2 separate regions of the Mus musculus genome follow, and region 1 is linked to region 2. The links are chromatin contacts, called in public HiChIP or PLAC-seq maps. All regions are on one chromosome and are shown on one strand. The core of a region is the stretch at or near the end of the contact, and the rest is flanking DNA. Distances in the headings are between cores, read along the strand shown. Region 1 has its middle 53 kb from the start of Gm39724. Region 2 has its middle 50 kb from the start of Gm34177.

What was found. HiChIP or PLAC-seq counts read pairs in DNA pulled down with a chosen protein or histone mark.
Region 1: an H3K27ac HiChIP or PLAC-seq map of T-cell acute lymphoblastic leukemia shows a contact between it and region 2, with 6 times the contacts expected there. The contact joins two enhancer-like sites.

What each region holds. Positions count from the first base shown.
Region 1 is chr1:183,680,785-183,687,459 of GRCm38.p6, reverse strand. No RefSeq gene overlaps it. Among named protein-coding and RNA genes, the nearest start is that of Gm39724, 53 kb to the right of the region's middle. Within about 2 kb of position 2,434, at least 4 of the 459 cell types and tissues checked have an H3K27ac peak or open chromatin away from gene starts, as enhancers often do. A contact at or near this core is called in T-cell acute lymphoblastic leukemia, where this site is marked.
Region 2 is chr1:184,275,946-184,282,503 of GRCm38.p6, reverse strand. No RefSeq gene overlaps it. Among named protein-coding and RNA genes, the nearest start is that of Gm34177, 50 kb to the left of the region's middle. Within about 2 kb of position 5,298, at least 46 of the 459 cell types and tissues checked have an H3K27ac peak or open chromatin away from gene starts, as enhancers often do. A contact at or near this core is called in T-cell acute lymphoblastic leukemia, where this site is marked.

The sequences.
Region 1 (6,675 bases), core at 1,185-3,684, 590 kb after region 2:
CCTTGCTTTTTTGTTTCTGCTTTTTCCCTTCCTGACTCATGGGGAAGCGAGGATGCTCTTCTACCACACACTCCTTCCAGAGTGCGCTTCCTAACTACAGGCCCACAGCAATGGGATCAACCGAGCACAGTTTACAACCTCCATAAAACTGAGAAGCAAAATCATTCTTTTCTCTTTGTAAGTCATTTGTCTCAGATATTCTGCTATAGTGACAGGAATTTCCCCAGAGCTTTTCTCTTTGAGAATCTTTGATGTCAATAAGCATGATCTAGAAGTCAAAGGGATCCTACCTCAGATTGCTTCTAAAACACAACATGGACTGGGCATGTAGCTCTGTGCAGTGTTTGCCCAGCATGGATGAGGCCATACATCTACTCTCCCACCTTTCCACTCACAAGTACTAAGAAAAATAAACCAAGTCCAACACATTCTGAAAATACTTTTCCTGGGCTCAGGAAGCCACACATGAACTTTCCTGGACTCTCTGTCTCAGTCTTCTTTTGTCTTCACCCTCCCACGCAGTGCCCAGTGCCCAAGGATAAGTTAGAACCTGACCACTGTGCCCATTTCCTCACAACCTAGGCAGAGGAAATATGACCAGCCCATTGGGCCCTAGATATTTTCCTGTGTCTCAATCCCTAGGTATCAGGCATTACGGAAGCTCAATGCTACCATCAACTAAATGCTGTGCACGTTCCTAAGAGGTTGTAAGGACTAGGGAAATGTATTCACCAGGTTGTACGCAATAGTGAATGGACTCACCCAGTTGTGAGGAATAGTGAATTCCTAGAATGTGTTCACCAGGTTGCAAGGACTAGTGAATGTATTCACCAGATTGTGAGGAATAGTGAATAGGAATACTCACCAGGTCACCATGTTTTCCTCCAGGTGATGTACAAAATGTGTTGCTAGTCATTAGGTTCATTGTAATTCATCTAAAATAGTATCCAGATGAAGCTCACTATTTTATCTAGATGATTGCATAGTTTAAGACATATCTGAAGCCAAGTCTAGGAGATTCTGTGTATATTCATTCTTAGACTGGTTGGAAGGCCACACACGCCTACGTCTCCACTTCATTTTTTTTTCATTTCTCCAAGAAAACCTCTCCTTGGTTTCATTCCAAACTTCTAAGCTTTTTTGACATAGTGTCAACTTTAGCTCAACCCTCACCACATGGAAGAGAGTGTCCAGAAATGGCTTGCAGATGAAAATCATTAAGTACTAGAACGTTCCAGCGACCCACTGACAACCTTCTCCAGAGGGATGTTTAACCACACATCCCCTAGACTTACTGGAGTGAGGGAAGTATCTCTCTTGTGTTTCTCATTTCTCCATTCCTAATCGAGACAGAAATATCCAAGAATTTTGTGGAGAAAAAAAAAATTCAGAGTTCCAAAAATGTAATAGTCAAATATATTGCTGTCTTTGTGGGTCTTTTTATGTTTGAAAGTATATGAGTTTAGACAATGGCTAATAAGTGTTTCAGATGTCAGGGTGAAGTCAGAATATGTTTGACTTTGAAGCATTTATAGTCTAGTAAGAAATATAGTTTAAGTTTTATCCTCAAATATGTATATCAATATATACTGGGAAGTTTCCAAGGTTGGAACTTGAGAGTGTTGGTAACTGGGATCTATGAGACAGAGAAAATCAGCAGAGAAGAAAAAAGAACATTTATTGAGCAACTACATCTCATGAGGATTTTCTCCTAATCTCATACCAAGTCTTCACAGTCAAGAGAAACTGAGATCTGAGTCAAGACTCACGGAGCCCACAACCCCAGCTGTGACACACAAATGACACACACTGTTACACTTACGTTATTGAGATATTATCCTTTGTATCACGGGGACTTCCCACGGTGAATGGTCATATACAAATAGTGGGGAATGTCAGAATTATACTGTCAGCATACCCTAGAGGCAAGGGTGTCCATACTCTGTCAGAATAACTGCAAAAGTCTTAACACTGACTGAGATAGCCCCAAAGTAAGTAACCCCAAAGTAAGTAACATTATAATCAGCCAACTGGAGCTGATTTTCATTCCTGCTAAGATGTTTTCAACAACCTGCCCACTTTACTACCCTTTAGAAAAACCTAACTAATTAATTGACAAAAGCTATGGAAACTCTCTAACAAACCAAATCTTCTGTGCAGCCCCAATATAATAAGCAATATAAGTGAAACTGCTCTGGGGGAGGCAAAGTAAAGATGCATTGCTTCTGCCTGGCTCTGCCCGAACACCCAACAGTCCCCAGGCCTCTGCCTTTGAACCTCAGGAGGTTTGAATACTATGCCACCTAGTACTGCTGTAGAAATAATTACTCTAGGAACTACAAGTTGACTGTCAGGAAATAGCACAGTCAGGACTTAAACGCCCTAGAATAACCAACACCTCCATTGCCTGGCCTCAACAGAAGAGACGAAACCACAACAAAGAATGTAACGAAGATTCTGATGCCCTTAATCTCCTGATACCAGAAAGCCTGAAGGCAGGCTCCCATGCCTAAAGTCTAGTTCCAAAGCAATTCTCTACAAGTATGGATAACCGGGGGAGTCAAACCATTTATATTCAAGCATCAGCATGAATATAAAAATGAACTTGATGTTATCCTAATTAAAGTATCAATTTAGACTATATCATTTCAAGTGCAATGAAGCAGAGCTGAAATTGGAAAGTTAATTATGATCCATCTTTATTATTCTGATTTGGAGTTTACAGCTGCTTAGAAATTAAAATAGAAAAAAAAAAGAGAGAGAGAGAGAGTGAAACAGAGGACTACAGCTTGGTTCTAAAATGTCCTCCAGATTGGTGTGTTAACAGCTGGGTCCCAGCAGAATGGATCCTTTAAGATGTGGTGCCTAATGAAAAGTCCTCAGGTCACATGGGTATCCCTGGAAAGGTTAAAAGAAGCCTGCCTACTTTCTCTTTTTCATCCCAGCTTCGCCATGCTGTCTTTCCTCTCAGGGAGTAACGTTAGGCCTCAAAGCAATGGAGCCCATGGAAGATGGGTTGGAATTTCCAAGATCATAAGCCGAAATAGCGTTTTTCTTCCCCACAAGTTTCTTGCAGCCATCTTTTACGGTGATAAAAGGCTGACTGTAACAAAAGCATAACCAGAAAGCTGGGAAGTCGGAAGGCTTCATATTTAGAAAATGTAAAAGGAACACAGTTTCTCAGAGCAGGAAATGGGGGGTCTCCTTTGGCCCATGTCTCTGGCAGTGTTAGGTATCTCATGATAGGCAAGTAGAGATTTAATAGGGGTGGAAATAGAACAGGCTGTCCTGCGACCTCCAGATGATTGGCATATATTTTCTCCTAGTTGAATTTCCAACCTATCTTTTGGATTTCAAATAACCCCACCTAGAATTTGGTCACTGAGTTCTCAACAGAAATAAAAGTAGAGTCATGAAGACTGGCAGGCCAACTAGATTTAAAAAAAAAAAAGCTATAAAGTAACTAGATGAACCAACTACAAACTACTTATTAGTGAACTCAACATTAATAAAAATCAGAGAGATCAAGGGAAAAACCTAATGATGCAACTTTCAGCCAAATAGACTATGAAAAACTCAAGATGATATTAGTCCAAGGCGGGGATGTAGAGTTTTCATCTGGGGCATTAAGAAGGATGAAGTTGCTTTCACTTGAGATCTAGAAAGATATGAGGGCAGGTTTGTGAAAGAAACTACAGAATTCTGGTTTGAGCATCATAACTTTGAGGTGTGTCTACAGGAGAGCCAAAGTGGCAAAGCCAGGCAGGTGACTGGTTATGCAAGACTAAGGACTAAGTTAGAATTTAAGCAAGAGATATAAATTTAACTATTACTAATCTGGAGATGGTGTTTAAAATCCATGAGCTTAGATTAGCACACCAAGCCAATAAATGTGGATGAAATAGAGAATAAGATCTAAGACTGAGTCTAGAGAGATGACTCAGCAGCTAAGAGCTCCTATTGTTCTTCTGAAGGACCCAAATTCAATTCCCAAGACCCACATCGAGCAGCTAACAACCACCTATAACTCTAGTTCCAGGGACCTGATAACCTCTTCTAGTCTCTGAGGCCTTGCACAACACATACAGACACACACACACACACACACACGTGCACATTAAAATAAATAAAATAAATCCCTTTTTTAAAAAGACCAAAAGCACTGCTGGTGAACACTTCTAATCCCAATGCTCTGGAGGCAGAGACAGGCAGATCTCTGTGAGTTCAAGGCTAGCCTGATCTACAGAAAGAGTTCCATCAAAAAAATCTCACACATCTCAAAAATATTAACCCAGAATTGCTCCTGTATAAAGGAAATTCAGGGACAAAATGTGGAGCAGAAACTGAAAGAAAGGCCATCCAGAGACTGCCCCACCTAGGGATCCATCCCATATGCAGACAACAAACCCCAACACTATTGCTGATACCAACAAGCACTTGCTGACAGGAGTCTGATACAGCTGTCTCCTGAGAAGCTGTGCCAGAGCCTGATCAATACAGATGTGGATGCCTTGACTGGTACTGAATCTTGGCCAAAATATCTTTCACTAAAAGAAATCTGTTTGTTATAGAAGTTTTTAGCCAGGCAGACCTTCACAGTTAAGTATTATACAAAAGAAGTGGTCTTCTTTAAAAATTCTCAAGGTAAATTCCCCACCCTTGAAATTCTGAATTATTTGCTTTTTATTGTTTTAATTTGATTATTTTTTCTGAATTATTGCTTGTTTTTGTTTTAATTTGATTGTTTTGATTGGTGACAGAAAATAGTTTCTATAACCCTTTAATTTTATAGAAAGAAATAAATATTTTATTATAATTTTTGTATATTCCCCAGGGGAGCGAAGTGGTACAGTTGACAGATAAAGCAACACCATGGACATATGAAAACACGTGATTGAAAAGTGGATCCAGGGAAATCGTAGGGCAGCTGTCTTAGTTAGGGTTCCATTACTGTGACCATGACCACAGCAACTCATAAAAGAAAACATTTAATTGGGGATGGTTTATAGATTCTGACCTTTACTTCATTACATTCATGGCAGGAAACATGGCACCATCTAGGCAGAAACAGTGCTGGAGAAGGAGCTGAGAGTTCTACATCTTGATCTGCAGGCAGCAGAAGGAGACTATGTGACACACTGGGCATAGCTTGAGCATAGGAGATGTCAAAGCCTGCCTCCACAGTGACACACTTCCTCCAACAAGGCCACACCTTCTAATAGTGCCACTCCTTGAAGGAGGGAACTCACATGAGCTGCCGTGATGATGGAAGAAACTGAGATGAAGACAATTCAGAGTCTGTCTGGCGTGAATAGAATAATCTCTATGTTCACCTATGAGCAGTTCCAGAAGCTAAGAAAGTACTTCCAGATAGACTGGTTCCCTAAGGAGGCAATTCTGCAGGCCTTGGCTGAGGAACTCAAACTGCCCAAAGAAGTCATCAGCTACTGGTTCTTCAAGCAGCGTCAAAGAGAGATGAGGCACAGGCAGTTTTTGAAGGGCTACAAGGGTTGGATAACACGCTGTCGTCACTACTGTACAACAAGAAGGACCACCAGGCAGAAGAACTCCGAGGAGTGCTCTCAGAATGACCCTGGACTCCCCGAAGCGTTGGAAGCCTTGAAGAGTCTCAAGCTCTCTTCTGGGTACCAAAGCAGAGATGCAATGTCACAGGATTTCTGACTTTTCAACTTCCTTGTTGGGGCAGGGGTCTGTTGGGATTTATGTCTATGGAAGAAGGTACATTAATAATAATGCTTGCATTCATAGAATCGATTAAAAAAATGAACCAAGCATTCAAGCACGTGAGTCTGTGGGGGCCATACCTATTCAAACCACCACACCAGCATAAAGTATAAACAAATGAAAGACTATAGAATATACACAGAAGCAAAAAAATTAAAATTAAAATTTTAAAAAAATTTTTTAAAAAGGACACTTAATACATTCTCCAGAAGTGGACAATAGACACCAGCAGGAAGACAGCTTTTTCTCTATAGCCAATGACTGACAGCATTTCAGTGCTAAAGATTATCCATCATTATCAAAGCTGCTGTGACAGAGCGGACCTTCGCCTGGGAGTCCAAAATGGAGTCCCTATTACTCTGTGATGAGCCTTGATTTTCATTTTATCTTTCTATTATACATCTATCCTCTTTCACTTAGAACAAAGAGATCTTCCACCTTCCATTTGCCTCACTAGCACCTAGGCCTGGCTTTGCATGTGTCTACTACAGCTGGGAGAAAGTGGTTTTCAAACCAGGACCGATGGCATTGTGTCCGGAGTCCACGGGAAACCCAGACAAGTCCAAGAATTGCAAAGTCCACTGCAACTCCCAAAAGAGTCTTTTATTGTTCCACATTGGAACTCGGATTGCCTGCCTCGAACTCACTGAGTGAATGCTGGCAAGCAACCCTGAGTTCAGAAAACACTGGGTTTATATACGGTATAGTTATGAATGTTCACAGAAAAGGGGAGTAAAGGGCTGTAATCATTTGGTGGAAAGGTACAGAAGTGGGAGGGGGTTAATGGGTGTCTGTTCAGGGACTAACTTCATAGCCAGTCATAACTGTCTCTGACCTGACCTCTGATTTCCCTTGAGCTTGTGATTTTTCTAAGGTCTCAAGGACAAGCACCCTGAAGAGTTCGGCTGTTTATCAAGAGTGTTGGAGACA
Region 2 (6,558 bases), core at 4,049-6,548:
CTCTCAAATACCTCCCTTGTTCTTTTTCAAATTTATGCCCCATTTATCATTAACTGTTGTTACATAAATTTGTGTGTATGTAGATAAATATTTTATTCCCAAATATATAAAAATGACTTGCTCAATCTGTATAATGCTACTTCTACGTATTTGTTATTAAGGTAGTCTTAAGTTCAAATACATCTCCTATTTTGATATTCTTGCTCCAAAGACATAAATAACTTGAAAACTGTCCTAAACTGGGTATTTTTTGAAATACTCTGATTGTAAGGGAATATCCAGATCAGAATCTCTGATCTCAATTTTTTTGCTTCATATAGTGGGCTCATATCTCTGTGATATTTCCATCTAGCAACCTATACAGTGAAAGGAGAGAAAGAAAGAGAATTCCATTTGGACAAAATGCAGGGCCTTGGGATATGATGGTTCTGGAATTTTCCTTAGCGTTCTCAAACTGAGAGTCCAGGCACCTGCTTATGGGTGGTGCTGCAGCGGCTGTGTGTCTGCCTCTGTTTGCTCTTAGATTTATAGTCAGATGACTCCATCCTGTCGGGCAGACTTTGCCTCTCCTTGGAAGGAAGTGGAAGTCAGTCAGAGCATTGAGGGATAAACAAGGCTCATGCAGAGGTTGAGAGCAAGTTCTAGAATCAGATTAAATCCTCTCTCACCCCTTTCTAATTTCAGGACAGTGGTTATCGAGTGCGTATGGACATTTCTTCATGTGAAGGTTATTTGTCATAGGTTACACAAGCAGGCACAGATTCCCCTGGTCACTGGAACCACAGCCTTTGAAATATCTTCTTGACTGTCTCCCACTCTGACCTGGCCTTATCAACAGGCTTGATTTGGTCAATGAGATGTTAACAAATGTAATTCAAAGAAAAGCTTACAGTACATTTTCTTGTAGGTTCAGTGCTCTCTTACTGGGCTAGGAAGTCACTTAAACACCATAGGAGTGGGGTGCACTCAAGGGTGTCATATTGGCAAGGGAACAGCAATGTCTTTTATGGCATTAAGAAAGAAAAGACAGAGTCTGCACACAGATTTCCTCCTAGGATTTAATAACTGTATTATACCAAGATTAATTTTTAAGAGAGGATTTCTAAAAATTGGCTTTGGCTTCTCTATGTATGAATTCTGACAGCCTGAATCAGGTGTTCATATAGCTGAGGAAATTAAATCCACACCTATCTTAATTTAATCAGATTTCTATTACCTGTTGACAATCTGGGCATACACTTCATTTGTACAGAGCTGCCAATGGCTATGTGCATTTCTTGATGCAGACTCAGAGCCTCTGAAAGATCACATAAATCTCCAGCAGGGTCTTTGGAAGCACCTATAATCCAACACTCAGATTTTTGTAGCCCAGTATTTATGCATGTTCTTACTTGGCCTGACAAAACTGTAAATCAGAAAGTTCAGTTGAGGCAAATGTTTGCCACCAAATGCTTTCAGAATTTTGGAAATGCTGACAAGAGACTGCTGGCAAGCATGTAGCTCTGGATCTTAAGAGTAAAAGTTTTCCTTTGAGAACTGGCAAGATTATATTGCTTGGATTTGGTAAGTTTGGGGCCATTGCTACATAACCTTGAATGCTCAAGACTCTTAAATTAAGATAGACCAAAGGAGCAGAGACATAGCTAGTTACATTGTCTAAGATATGTAGTCTCAAGCCTCATTGAACTACAGCCCACCCCCCACCCCCCACCCCCACCCCCACCCCCCACCCCCCACCCCCCACCCCCCACCCCCCACCCCCCACCCCCAGAGGGAAATGCTTCATCTATTCCACTCTAATTAGGCAGGGAGGAGGGGGCGGGTCAAGGAAGGGGAAAAGAGGAAATAGGAAAGAAGAAAGAAAGGGGAAAGGGAGAAAAAAAAGGAATGATGGAAGTCAGGGAAGACAAAAAGGAAAGAACTAGATGACTGGTCAGGCAGAGGGCTGTGTAGGAAAAATGCTAGAGACAGATGGACAGATGGACACCTAGTGGAACAGAGACTGGAATTTTCTAGGCTGTCTCAACGGCTATAGCAGACTTGTGACTTTTGTTACTCCAGCACAATGAAATAGGCTTTACAATATCAGCTCTGCCTCCCTTCTACATGCTCAGTGAGAAGGAATTTCTGTCATTGCCTGTTTCTCAGAGACCCCAGGCTTAATCGACTGCAAACTTGGTCAACGAAAATGCTTTCTACTCAGAGCTGAGAGGAACCAGAGAGCTCCAAGGTTGAGAGACACAGTAACCATCAATTTTACAAAGTGTGTGTTTGATCAGAAACACAAACCAATGGATGAATCATTCTTAACATCTTCAAAGAAATATCTACTGGAGAACTCTAAGTCCTTATTTTTAGATTAGAGGTGAGAGGTTATACACTTCCAGTTGCTAGCAGGACATGAACAGTTGGATAATTTCTTTATCAGCATCGTGACTCGGAGTCCCATACAAACCCCTAGGGTGTTTCAGACTTGGTGTCTAACTCCACTACTGAAGATAATGGGCAGTAATCAAACTGATATTTTTCACTTTTCACTAGAACAAAGAAACCTGTTTAATGCTACACCTGAAGTTACACAGGTGGCTTGCTGGGACAGCCAGTGGCAGTCCCATGGCTCTGCCTGCCTCCCGTGACTCCTGTGTGCAGGAACAGCACATGGCATGTCAACAACCACCTTTATTTTATTTTGCTTTGTCGTCCGTGGTTAATATTTCCTGGCACACCAGGAAGCAATGGCATCTTGAGGCACAGGCTTCCTTCTCTTACTGATGGCCGTTTTGATGTCAAATACCCCAAGATTTTTAAACACGCATCCCTTTTCATCATGACTGTCCTGGGAACCATTTACATTAGCAATACTGGAGACACCCCATCAACTCTTCCCCAAGTCAGGTTCCTTTCAGCAGAGGGGTAATACGCCGGGCTTTGTTGTATTTCCTGTGTTGGGCCAATAATGGGGCTTTAGTGACCCTTGGTTGTTTTGAAGACGGATGACAGGTTTCCGGCAGCTCTTTCGACAAGCAGACAGCTGTAGAAACATCGCAGTAATGAAGCAAACATCTTCTGGTGCTCTGGGACACTCCTAAACATCCAGTATCCTTTTACTGCGGCTCTGGGGAATTTCCGACTGATCTGATCTAGACGAGCCACAAGAGGTTCTCATGGCTACTCCCTGGCCCTGAGACTAACTGTAGCCAGTCACTGCTTTTCACAACCTCCGTGGTTAGACAGCCTTTTCGGATTGGTCCTTCTGAGCTGATTATTTGGCCCCAGGCAACAGTTAAAGTGTACGGATTTGGTCACAATGGGAGGGGGTCCTGGGGACAACCTCTTCATAGAAAATCATTTTAGATATGATACTATGCCCTCGAATCACATGGGTACCAAGGAGTGAAGACTGAATAGTTACATTTTATCTTTTAGCGTTTAAATTTTTTTAGTGTTATCGTTTCAGTGTAGTTTTTAATTTCTTCTTAGAACTTTATACATGGGTTCTGTATTTAGATCATTGCCACCCCTCCATCTCCTTTTTCCAGTACCTCCTTGTGTTCTCCCAATCCCTCTCAAATTCATGACCTCTTCCTTAATTATTACACACACACACACACACACACACACACACACACACACACACACACACACACACACACTGTTTCTATCTCTCTTTGTCTCTCTCTCTCCCTGTCTCTCTGGGTGTGCATGTGCACATGCATGTGTGTTTCTGAGTATTAAACTCAGAGCCCTGCATACTCTAGGTAAATGCACTATAGTAGGCTAGTTCTTAGGCTTTTGTGCTCATTGGAAATTAGCCCACAGCACATCTCAGACTTCTGGGCTTCGAGATTTCAAACCACTCAAATACCACTGCTGTGGCTTCAACTCCTGGTGGTTATCCTGGTCCCCTTGGACTTGGAGTGATACTGAGGTAACCTTGGATGGACTCCGTGTCACTTCTGTGTCTTCACTTGTTGTGTGGGTCTTTTGTGCTTTGTCTTGTTGGACTTCAATCCCTCCAGAATCTAAGGCTGATCTGGATTAGTCTGGGCTGGGCTCCATCACATGCAATGATTGTTGGGAGAGTAAGACTGTGAGAAGAGTCCTGGGTGAGAAATACACAAGCAGCCCTACCCCAGGTTTTACCATAGAGGAAGTAGGCCCTTTCTACCTGTCTTAGTTCATGAATCAGACTTACTTTCTGATAAAGTATGCTAAGAACTCGCAGGCTGGGCATGCACTCAGTTGGCAATGTACTCCCTATCATGAACAAAGCCACGGGTTCCATCCCCAGCACTACACAAACCATATACACAGCCCTAGCACCCAGGGGATGAGACCAGAGGATCAGAAGTTCAAGGTCATCCATGCCTACGCCGTGAGTTCAAGACCAGCCCAGGCTACACAAGACCCTGTCTCAAAGGGAAAAAAAAACCCAAACAGCAGCAACTCTATGAACTTGGAAGCTGAGTGTGGTGATGCATTCCAGATGTTGAGGCAGGAGGATGGCCAACAGTTTTAGGCTAGTCAGGGGGTATACAGCAAGACCTTGTCTTAATAAAGCAAAACAAACCCAATCCCAACAACCACTTTGACTGCTGTCCGTCAGATGTCACATATCTCTTGCGCCTGCTCCTTTCCCGTCCTTCTCCACCATCAATGCCACGTCCACCCTGGCAGAGCATCACAGTCATGAGACTAGGTCAATCTAGCATCTCCAAGATCTCCTCTCAGTATCCCCTCTCACCCTTCCCAGACTCACTCTTGAACTTTGTCCAGCGTGATTTCAAAGCACAACAGTGTCAACCACCTTCTGTGCCAGTGGCACGGATTGTGTCACCTCCCTCTTCACACTCTTCCTGTTTTTCTCATAGCTTGTAGAATCAGGGGAAACTGATTTTAAATGGGAAGGGCTGTCCTGCAGCTATCTTTCAAGCCCACCACACAGCATCTCCTCCAGCTCTCTGTCCCTGGCCCTCTGTTCTCATCTCAAGGACTTAACACACAGTGTGCCCTTTTCCAAATGTCTTTCCCTCCCTAAGCAGTTGTTTTTCCATGTGATTATGATTAAATACTTGACAACTTAAGGTGAGAGAAGGAGATTAATTTGCCTTCTAGGTCAAGGACATGTACCCATCATGGGAAGGAAGGTACATTGGCTGGCAGGAGTGGGAAGCAGTTGGTTGATCACATTGAGTTTGTCTTCCAGAAACACAGAGAAGGCAGGAAGTGAGCTGGGCTAAGAAACCTCAAGACCCACCCTGAGTCATTCATTAATCTAGATCTGGCCTGAAACCTGCTCCAAGCTGCCGACCACACCTCCAAACACAAGAGTCTATGACAGACTTTCAAGCCACAGCAGCTCCGTTCCTCTCTGAAGTAACCACTAATGATCTTTAGACCTCACTGTAAGCACAAACTTCAGTGCAGTGCTCCCTCCCTTCACAGCCTGGAAGGCTCATGTGTGACAGTGTAGACTAACAGTATCCTTGCTCCACAAGCTCTTGACCTCTGTGAGTTGCCTTTATTCATCACGCCAATCCCAGCATAATGTCTGGCAGGCAGTGCTTGGGAAAAAAATTATTAAATACACAAGCAAATGTTTGTTTGTTTGTTTGCTTGCTTGCTGTAAGCATAGTTTGTATTATGAACTGGCCTCAGCCAATCAGCATCACACAGCCATTAAGGACATTTTACTTGTTTATATATTTATTTGTGTATCTTCTGTAAATTATGTTCACTAAAAAATCATCTCAGTAGGCACTGGCTTGCTGAAGGTGGGAGGACCAGTGATTTCTATTGACCCTTACCTACAGATGACTATGAGGTCAAATCCCAGACCAAACTCTACAACAAAAATCCCAGCCAAATGATTCTGTGGATGTCATATGATGTCCAGAACTAAAGTCTGTCCTCTCTTCTCATCCCATACAAGTACTTCAGAGTAAGACTGAGGCAAATGAATTCAAGAGTATCCTTTACAGCTTAAATCGGGTGTTTCATAGGAGAGAATTTACTCTGGATTGTACAATCAGGCTAATTGGCATTCTAGAGTTCTCCATCTAAACACATGGGGTTTCTTTTCAGCAAAGCATTAGAAACCTACGAGTTCTTATGCTCCTGACCATTCCTTCATCTGGGCTTTTGGGTTTTGCCCAAGTTCCCATCTCTGAGATTAAAAGGAGCAGTAAATAGCAGAACCTTTCCTGTGTATACGTGCTCTGGAGGGGGTGGGGGGAAGCAAACTAATCGGCACTGCCCTCATTTTCAAAAAATTCAAAGTCATTGTTCCCTCACTGCATAACAGCGCCTCAAAACAATCCAGATAATTAAGATTTATTGCAATCACCCCCCCAAGCACCTGAGGCCGAGACTCCTTGAGCTCACCATGAGTCATCGTAACTTGTTTGTACAATAAGGATCGGAAAAACAAGCTCATATCTCCCTCTCACACAGTGATAAGGTGACACACACTTAATCAAGAATAAGGCCACTGACGTAACTCGGAGGCCAGTTCCTAGTGCAATGACTGGAGTGTCCAAAGGGGACACCGGACAAACA